Regions from separate parts of the Mus musculus genome. Here region 2 is linked to region 1. Evidence: chromatin contacts called from public HiChIP or PLAC-seq data. All regions are on one chromosome and are shown on one strand. The core of a region is the stretch at or near the end of the contact, and the rest is flanking DNA. Distances in the headings are between cores, read along the strand shown.

Evidence for each region. HiChIP or PLAC-seq counts read pairs in DNA pulled down with a chosen protein or histone mark.
Region 2: a contact with region 1 is called in an H3K27ac HiChIP or PLAC-seq map of regulatory T cells, with 4 times the contacts expected there. The contact joins two enhancer-like sites. A contact is called at or near these places in 1 of 15 datasets of contacts at CTCF or cohesin (the NIH/3T3 cell line), 5 of 115 datasets of contacts at active chromatin or transcription factors (embryonic stem cells, microglia and regulatory T cells) and 4 of 9 other capture datasets (adipose tissue, embryonic stem cells, liver and 1 more).

Annotation. Positions count from the first base shown.
Region 1 is chr3:21,915,732-21,920,996 of GRCm38.p6, reverse strand. The region is part of intron 3 of Gm31813 (a long non-coding RNA gene); the gene reads left to right. Among named protein-coding and RNA genes, the nearest start is that of Gm31813, 46 kb to the left of the region's middle. Within about 2 kb of position 3,331, at least 34 of the 459 cell types and tissues checked have an H3K27ac peak or open chromatin away from gene starts, as enhancers often do. A contact at or near this core is called in regulatory T cells, where this site is marked.
Region 2 is chr3:22,112,042-22,117,253 of GRCm38.p6, reverse strand. The region is part of intron 1 of Tbl1xr1 (transducin (beta)-like 1X-linked receptor 1); the gene reads right to left. Among named protein-coding and RNA genes, the nearest start is that of Tbl1xr1, 38 kb to the right of the region's middle. Within about 2 kb of position 1,898, at least 56 of the 459 cell types and tissues checked have an H3K27ac peak or open chromatin away from gene starts, as enhancers often do. A contact at or near this core is called in regulatory T cells, where this site is marked.

The DNA of each region.
Region 1 (5,265 bases), core at 2,082-4,581:
TAATTATAAAGCTTATTGTTTGTTTTCAAGCTTACTCCCTCTCCCTTATCCCTGGAGCCGATCACCGTACCTCTCGCAAGGCTAGTTTTCAGCAAATGTTTATTGAACTGAGTCAGTCTTCTCTGTAATTGTCTGGGATTTTGGAATCTGTATTTTCTCAGAGTGTAGAACACAGTAGGAATTCAATACAAAATAATTACTGGATAATTCTACTGTTTATTCTGTACACATTACCTGGTAAAATTTCCCCTGCACTTACCAGGAGACAGAAGAGGGTGGGTGGAAATATGCTATTTAAATCAAGTCCAGATTATATAATATATCTACTTCCCTGCCTGTGAGCAGGACCCTTTCTCCCCACTCATTGTCTATACCATGCCCAAAGACAGTATTTTGCAAGCCTCCTCTCTTTTCTATAGCTTACATTCTTTCTGCTCCCTCTTCTATGATGTTTCTGGAGCTGTGGATGGACTGTTATACAGAAGGCCCATTTACAGCAATCACCCTACGATCCCTTATTCTCAGCACTCTGACTACTTACTTATAAGTCTCTACAGTAACCATTTCCTACTTTAAAATGAAGTGCCCTTGACCAAAGCTGACAATAGCTTTAATCTACAGGCATAAACACAAATATTTAGAAGGCAGTTTAATGGGCAAAACATACCCATTTTACAAAAAACAAAACAAAAGTAAAAACTCAGACAACAATGGTAGGTTCTCTTCTAGGGCTTCTGACCTCAGTCAAGTACTGGCTAACAGTACTAGATTTAGAGTGTAGCTAAAACCCAACCAGGAAATGATTGCGTAGTTTCCCACACAATGGTCATGCCTCCATCACATCGGTGAGTGGGCACATCTTGCTTGGCATACAGTACTGTAATTCTAAGCTACACGGCTATGTAATACTGCGTATGACTTCACCCCTGTAGTCCTCCTAGCGTCTTCTGCCACTAGAACTGCCTACATACAGGGCAGGATTTCTAGAGGTTAGTTCTAGCTTTACTTTTAGAAGCATCTCTTAGGAGGACAGGATTTTCGGATCTGCTAAATGCTGACCTCTGCGATCTTAATCAGGAAGATGACACTGTAGCTGTAGGGTTGGGCCTGAGAAGGTTGTGGGAGGATTGAATGAAAGTTTCATTGACCTGGAAGGCATGGAGGGGGTTTCTGAGCACAAGGGGACTCACTTTTGCTGAGAAGTATTAGCTATTAATGTTGAGGACATTTGCAAAACTTGGGTCATAAATCTTAAAAGATCAAATCAATAAACTTTATTTTTTTGAGATGGGGGTCTTAGGTTTTAGGTAATCTAGACTAGCCGGGCCCTTGATAAATAGTGGAAGATGACCTTAAACTTCTGATCTGATTCTATTGGCTTCATCTCTCAAGTGCTGGGATCATAGGAGTGAGTTACCACATCTGGTTTATGAAGTGCTAGGATAAAACCCAGGGCTTTGTAAAAGTTCGGGGCACACTCTACCAACTGAGTGATGCCCCCAGCCCAACTGCCCCTAAGCTTATTTACTTAGTATTTTTTTTTTTAATGTTCCCTTTGTTTGCAGGACACTGGAATAACTTTTGCTTTTCTTCTTCTTAAGCTGTTTTTTGTTTGTTTTTAAGTGCTTGGACAATAACTCAGTACCTTGCTGGAGCCAGCCAGGGCTCTACCAGCCTCCAGTGTTTTCTGTTCACCTTCTTGCCTATTCTAGATGAACATGGACGAGAAAACAGCTGGACTATGTGTCTGCAAGGGCACAAACTGTTAAGTGGCAGATCCTGCCTCGAGTATGCAATGACTTTGTGTGCACATCACCAAGCCTGTTTTTTGTTTTTTGTTTTTGTTTTTTTATTCTAACGCTGAAAGTGAAACTCTATGCTGCAAAAACTGTTACACTCACCGCAGCTTTCCACAACATATAGATTTCCTGAAGTGGATTCTTTCCCATTATGCAGCCCCTATGCAGTGAGATCACAAGGTGGACAGCAAGAGAAAACAGTATTTAATTGGTTCTAGAAGGATGCAATGGAAATAAAATATCCTTCTCTCAACGTAAACTTTAAATGCATGGACATAGTAAACATGAAGGGGTGATGCTGCACCCCAAACAAGCCCACACTTCACTGGCTAATTAAATCATTTTAATCTAATGAATATAAACGGTGAAATAAATGGGCTTAGCGATGAGTCAGGAGCCATCAGATCGCAGTGGCTGCAGAGCCAGTTCCTCCATGCTGGGACAAGCAGAACCTTTCTGGGGATCTTCAAGCAACGCCCTATGTGCACTTTGGCCTCTGTTGAGTTTTGAGTAGGCAGCTTTCCCTGGCGGTCGCCCAAAAGAGTTCTACCTCCTCCGCACCTTCACCTTTTGCCTGATGAAACCCGATCCCAGAAACCCAAGAAAGCCAGGGAACAGAACCCAGGTTCGGTATGTTCTCCAGGGCATTTCCCTGCTGACCCGGGGTTTGATGGTAGCAGATTATTGAAGAAGGTGGGTCCTAGGTTCTTTGATCTTGGTAGCGGTAGAAGGGAAAAGTTCACAGTGCTATTCTATATTGTTATGACATGAGCTCAAAGGTAAGTTGTGAATTGGAAAAGTGGTTCAGGCACTCATGTGGGTGTGGTCACGATCAACGTGGACCTGAGCTCATCTCTCAGCACCCACCTAAAAAAGCCCTACATGGAGGGATCCTTGTGATTCCAATATTCCAGAAATGGAGACAGGATCCCTAGAGCCTGATGCCCAGCCAGCCTAGCTGAATTGTCAAGCCCCGGGTGCCAACCAGAGACACTGTCTCAAAAAAATCCAGATGGGGCAGTGGTGGGACTCATGGGTGTTACAAACTCTTGGTGCAAGCCTGGTCACCTGACTTAGAACCTTGGAACCTGTGTAAAGATGGGAAGAGAGTGCCTGTTCTGTCTCGTCTTCCAATTTTCCACAGTACACATGTGCCCTCCCTTACACATGCAATATAATAATCATACATAAAAACCACACACGATTTATGGCTCCTGAGGAACAGCACAAAGGATTACCTCTGACCAATACTTACACAATCTGTTCCTGGACATCTCCCTCCCACAAATCAATAGCTACTCTGAGAGTTTAGAAGAGGTGGGAGGCAAGATCAGTTTCCTCTCCATGGAAGGATATGCTTAATTTTCTAGATGCCATGGTGGCAGGGGATTCCCATCTGTCACAGAAGAGGAAAGTCCCTTCTCACTGTGCAGGTTTCAGAGTGTGGGAAGATCTCTCTCCTCACTCTTGTGGTGGGGCGTCCCTTATGACCCCTTAGGTACAAGTACAATAGGAGGGGAAATTAGAGTAATGTTGCTAAGACAGCATTTAGACTGAGTGGACTCTGTCCTTGTCACAGACACTCAGTCTTTGCAGCTGGGAGCTCTGGTTTACTTCAAAGCATGTTTCAGGCTGACCTGGTGTGTGCAGGTGTGAACGCGTGTGCCTGTGTGTAGAGACCAAAGGACAATATGGGGTGTGGTAACATCCACCTTCTGTGTGTGTGTGTGTTCAGGAATTCACATCTGTGTGGAAACGTGTGTGTGCACATGTGGAGGCCAGATGCTGATGACGATAGCTTCCTCAATCGTTTGCCACATGGTTTTTGATGTCTTCTCTCACTGGGCCTGGAACTCACCGATTGGCTAGATAAACTGTTCATCAGGGCCCTGTCTTTACCTTCCCAGCACTGGGACTACGAGTACATGCCACCAGGCCCTGTTATTTCCGTAGGTTCTGTGGATTCAAACTCCGGTCCTTGTGCTTGCAGGGCACACACTTGGCTGACTAACCCATCTCTCCGTCTCTCTCTCTCTCTCTCTCTCTCTCTCTCTCTCTCTCTCTCTCTCTCTCTCTTTCTTTCTTTCTTTCTTTCTTTTTAGAGGGTCTCTAACAGGTATGGAATTCTCAAAGTAGGATATACTGGCAGAACAGTGTCTTCCAAGGACTTGCCTGACTCTGCCTTCCCAGAGCAGGGACTACCCGTATATCTCTTAAAAATCAACAGTATTAACATGGTGCTGGGTTCTTGCTCTGTCCCTCTGCTGTGTTGATTTAGATAGACTCTTGATTTTTTTCCCTGCAGGATACTGTCACTCATGTTAAAGCAAGTATGTTGCTAGTTAAGGCAGATTTGAGAAACTGCTTCAATGCTCATATGCAAACCAGAGGATAGTCAGGGCCCTAACTCTTACACAGCTGACTGCTGGGGGACAAGAAACCAAGATACAGGCATGAGGACTCAAGGCCTGGGGCCTTTGGTTAAATGCAGGGCTGCCAAGAGAAGATGAAGTTTCAACAGGTGATAGAAAGAATTTGCCATTAACTTGAGGCAAGACACACAGCTTTGGAGCTGTTGGCATGCAAGGTAGCTAAATCCAAGGGCATTTATGATAACTTTGAGGGAGAAGATATATTTATCAAACTGGTCATAGGATTTTCCTTTTACATCTGCTACTGTAGTTATTTATGATACATTTTCCTACTTTTGCACTATTTCTGAATTCCTCTGATGGCCATGATTTCATCAGAGAATATTTGATTTTGCTAGAATTTATTTTTTATTAATTTATATATTTTGAAGCAGAGTCTAGTATAGCCAGGCTGACAAGAAATTTATAGTGTTCCTGCCTCACCATCCTGAGTGTTGAAATTAGAAATATGATTATGACTTTGTTTCTGATTTTAACTTCTTTCTTATCACCAAAGATGGCTTGCAAATTCTCCTTCTGGTGTCTGCACTGTGTTGTTTCTGTGAAATGATGTAAGCAATCTAGATCCTTTCCTCCTCCTCCTCCTCTTCATCCTCTCTCTCTTCTTCCTCTTTCTCTTTGCATTTTTTTCTTATTGAATTGGGAGATTTTTATAAATTGAAATTAGATTCTTCTCCCATACAATACATCTCTACCACTGTTTCCCCTTTCAGTTCCCCCCACATTTCCCCTTTGCCCCAGATCTACTCCCCTCCATTCCCCTTCAGAAAGGAGCAGGCCTTCAAGAAATAACAACCAAACAGGACAAAACAAGATTCTATAAGACAGGGAAAAAGCCTTGAAGTTGGACAAGTCAACCAAATAGGAGGAAAAGAGTCCCAAGAACTGACAAAAGAGTCAGAGACACACCTGCTCCTATTGTTAGAAGTCCTACAAAAACCACCAAGCTAATAGCTATAACATACACAGGAGACCTGGTGCAGACCCATGCAGGCCCTGTAATTGCTGCTTCAGTGTCTATGAGTCCCTGTGAA
Region 2 (5,212 bases), core at 649-3,148, 200 kb before region 1:
TTAAATAAAGGATACAAGTCATGGGAAAGGATTTAAAGTTGCTTTCTGGCTTTAATCCTGTAACACTTTTTTTTTTTAATTTCTGTGGTGGACAAGTGCCTAAAAATATCCCTAACAGTGAAAATCTAAACTATAATATGAAGTTCCACATTTCAAAATACCTGTTCTAACTTTACAGAAGCTCACCGGGGTATACAGACATTGTGTCTGCCTAACCTCTCAGCAATAATGTTTTTGATTTATTTCTCAAGTTCCTTACAGTAAAATTTTAATTGAGAAAAAAAAAAAAAAAAAAAGACTGAAAGAGTGTTTTAACACTTTTGTATATAACACTATTGCCTCTGGAGGGACTCTTAAGAACACCACCACTTGCTGCAGAAAGAAGACCCAAGTCCCTGGAAACTGGTGTCAAAGCCCCCTTACTGCACATACCATTTATACTTTTATTTGAACCATAATACTCAAATGTTCTAAATAACTAAGCTGAAAACTAGTGACTGACAAGGAATGAAAAGCAGAGACTCATAAAGAGATGGTCAGAGCCTGGTTTCTAGACACCACCTGAAGGCTTCAGAGAGCATGCTCAGAACATTTCAGTCCAAGAGGGAACACTTGACATGGGCATCCCATAAAAAAGGACTTAAGGCATGACTATACAATGTAGCTGAGAATGGATGTGTAGCAACTGTAAAGAGAAACTGTTTTCATCTGTGCTGAAAGGTCAAAGGAGCTAGCTACTCACTGTAAGATTCTTGACATCCTCTCCCCTAAATGGTACAGGAGCACAATAAGAATAACTTCTATCTGCAGCCAAATCTGCCTTGGCCAGTAATTACTAACCATGGTCTTAAACATAGTACTTCACACACAGCACTTCCTGCCTCACACTGCATTTATGTAAAACAGAGAGAGTACTCTACCCCTGGTGTCTTGGGGTTGGGGGAGGGCAAAAACACAAGTACATAGAGTTCACTTGTTTAGTATAGGAAGGGAACATTCAAAACGCTGCTATTTTTAATTAGGACCCAACCTGATAATAAATACTAAAATACTGGAATTTCTTTGGTGATATTTTGCTTGTTTTCTTGATGGGGAATTAGTGGACTCTTAACGATGCCGCCTAGGCTGGTTTTAACCTCTAATTCAGTCTCCTATGTACTAGGACTACAAGACACGAAACACATCCTTTTTATGGAAGCCAGTTTGGAGAATATTTTGCGTTTCTAACTCTTCCTACAAGACAAGCAGCAACACACATTAAGTGAAGCTACATTTGCCTAAACACAAAGCCCAGAAAGGGAGAATCAAACAAAGATCCTCCAGCCCCTCCTCACTACTGCACATGACAGCATGGCGTGTCAGACAGTGAGGGAACACAACTAAAAACCACCATCCCAAAATGATACACATACTTTCTGCTCTGAGTAGCTTCCATCAAATTTTAAGATATTCGGATTATTCCTGGCATCTTCCAATACAGGCACAATTCTTTGTCTACTACCATGCACAGTCTAGAAGAAGAGTAAATAACTTAAACAATATATACATATACTTAAGGGGTGAACTCCACAAGGACGACACTGATAACCCCAAAACAGTGGAGATCCCTAGGCGCTGGCTGATTCGTAAAACAGTGGTTGTTTACTATGAGCAGAGAGATTTTGGTGAGAGACACACACACACACACACACACACACACACACACAAAACCTGCAGGATGTGTGCAGGGGTGTGGTAGGGAAGCTCTATGCCACTGGGTTTGGTTGCATAGCTCCACGGGCACAAGGCATGAAAGGCCCCCACTGGACTGCACTGGGAGCTCTCTGCTACTGAAGGTACCTGTGAACACAGCAGTGGTTGAGGACAGCGACAGCTGCTTAAAGGGAGGCAGCCAGGGCTGAGGACTTCAACCCCTCTGGGGGAAGGGCTGTCATTTAAGCTGTCACATGTTTTCAGCAGCTACTCTGCCTGCCTACAACCTTTAATAATAAAATTTTTTTTAAAAAAACAAAATAAACTTGAAAGTACCTAATTGCAACTTAAAGTAATAAATAAAACATAATGTGATGCTTCTTAGTAAAACCAAGAGCCACTGGGAATAGATCCTAAATAAGCAGAAAAGACAAGGAAGCGTATGAGCTGAGGGACAAATGACAAGAATCCAAGCAAGGAAAAACCAGGAGTACAAGCTCCTAAGCACAGGACCACAACAAAGCTCCAAGATGAAAAACCAGATGTCACAGGAGTGGCACACAAGAACAAATGCAGAAAATTAAACCAGCCAGAAAGGAAAGTGGGCCATAGACACGTGTAAGGATTTCAACTAGGACCATCATTCCTTCAGGTCTTGCTGCCTCTCCAATCATGTCCTATGGAAGAAACAGGATCACATGACTTCATAATTTAAAATACAGAATCCAAACTCACTGTGTAAGGGCTCTTTTGTCTGCTTCCACTCTTACACTGGGTCAGGATAAACATCCTGACTCTAGTTTCTTTTCACACAGTTCCCAATGTTCTGTTTACATTCTGAACACTATGTGAGTTCAGCAGACACACCTGTCTTAGTCGGGGTTTCTATTCCTGCACAAATATCATGACCAAGAAGCACTTGGGGAGGAAAGAGTTTATTCAGCTTACACTTCCACATTGTTGTTCATCACCAAGGAAGTCAGGACTGGAACTCAGGTAAGAAAGCAGGAGCTGATGCAGAGGCCATGGAGCTGATGCAGAACATGGAGGGATGTTCTTTACTGGCTTGCTTCCCCTGGCTTGCTCAGCCTGCTCTCTTATAGAACCCAAGACTACCAGCCCAGAGATGGTCCCACCCACAAGGGGCCTTTCCCCCTTGATCACTAATTGAGAAAATGCCTTACAGTTGGATCTCATGAAGGCATTTCCTCCACTGAAGCTCCTTTCTCTGTGATAACTCCAGCTGTGTCAAGTTGACACAAAACTAGCCAGTATAATACCCATACCCCATTCGAGCTCTGCACGCATGCCCCACAAGATAATGAGTGTGAAGAGACTGCTCTCTGGAGTGTGAATTTTAAGCAGTAATTTAGTACTGAAGATCTGTGGTGTCCAGACCTCTGACTTTACAGTGAAGCAGGTACATACTGCTTCTACTGCAGTCTTGGAATTAGACAATACTGTCTCTTACTCTGCTGACACAAAACAAAGTTTCAAGGTAAATAACTGAAGACAATCCACCACTCAGGACTCAGACGGCCGCTGACCTACAATCTGGTTTCTCTTCCTTAAGTTTTCTGTAATTAAACGAACTACTACTATGTCCTTCCTCTTTTTCTTCAATTAATTTGACTCTGTTGCCTGTCACCACCACCAACAACAAACTGAAAATCTAAAGAACCAAATGTGCTAGATACCAGTGGAAGTCATAGCACAGCAGAAAGCACAGACCATGCTAAGAGCAGACTACGAACCAAACTGTAATGGCAAAGTTGTAGGCCTGAGCACCTACGCTACTGTTGCTGAGGAGAACACAAAGAATCCAAGGCCCTAAGAAGACTGTGATCTAGAACACCTGACAAGTAGCCATGAAACTACGAAGGGAATTCGTCAGCTATGGCTGCACACAGCCCCAGCTGTTGGCACTCCATTTTCCCTTAGCTACCCTTGGACCTGAGAGCTGGAGGCAACTCAAGAAATACCACAACTCTGATTCCCACCTGGACTTCCTTATTATATTTCTAATACAAGAACACCCTTCTCCCCCTGCATGACAGGTTTATCTGTATATTTCTACAGGAAAAAATATTACATCCATTACATCTGTTAATCTAGAACCTAACATTCTCTAGCCTCTGGCTAGTTCTGTCTTCCCAGTAGTCCAAGACTCACTCTGCTTTTTAAGCTGCATAACTCATCCACTTGGTACACATCATGAAATAAATACAATGAATGGGTCATACATGGAGATAGAGGAAGTCTTGTTGTGCAGCTCAGGCTGGCCTACAGCTCATAATCCTCCTGCTTCTGTTTCTTAAATTCTAGGGTTACCAGCAAGAAGCGGTATACCCAGCCAAGTCACCCCCGTCTTAAAAAAAACAAGGAAAGAAAAAAGAAAAGAAAAGAATATGAGTGCATGGCATCCGGGCAAATATTTTTCCATGAAACTCTAATTTCCACCTCACAAACATATAAAGCAGCTCATTTTAAGCCTCAAAAGTCATGGGCATTGGCACTATCTTTATTCCCCTCAACCCCGGCCCAGGATTGTACTGACAGACCTGTGTGTGCAAGGTAGGCAGGCTGCCTTTGAGTCAGACACAGCCAGTCCTCTATTGGTAGGCTAACACAGCCTCAAATAAAACTGAGGACATACTGAAAACAGATGCACAAGTCTCAATGCAGAAACATGAAAAGCAAGGCAATCTGAATCCTCCAAAACAACTCAACTCAGATATGCAGACAGGAAAAAGGCTGTATCAAGCTCCCAAAAATTTCTAGTAAAAATGATAAATTAACCTCAAGTGGACCTAGAGAGAGCAGTGAAACACAACACGCAGAGGTTTCCAAAATGAGGGAGAATCAGCAACATGGAAATTCTCCACAAAAAAAAAAAAAAAAAAATTAGAAACAGGAAAAACACTATTAATAGATTCACAAAGAGGAGTATCAATAACAGAGAAATATTAGAGAGAAAATTCCATATCCAATACTCAAAAAGGGAAACAGGTGAGCGAGTATGACAAGACAGTCATGATACAATCCAGAGACCTGACATCAACTGACCAGAAGCTGAAACTCAAACTATGGGCATGGGAAACCTATTCAATAAGATTATACCAGAAAATATTTTCAGATTTGAAAAACAATGATATATATAAAAGATAGGAAGCATTTAAACTCCAATCAAAATCAAACAGGATCAGAAAACCTCTTTATAATGCATCATAGTCCACAACACAAAAGTCAGTATTAAAGGCTGCAAAGGGAAAGCACATTACCTACAAACGGAAGCGCATTCCAATAACACCCAACACTCATCAGAAACTCTAACGGCCAACAAAGCATGGGATGTTATGTTTCAAACAATGAAAGCAAATATAGCAAGACATTGCTATATCCATCAAACCTACCTTTTAAAGAGGGTAGGGAAACAGAATGCTGTAGGGAAGCACGGGCTAAGATAGTCCACAACCACCAGCATGGCAGAAATGCTATGCACAGAGACATAATGCATAGG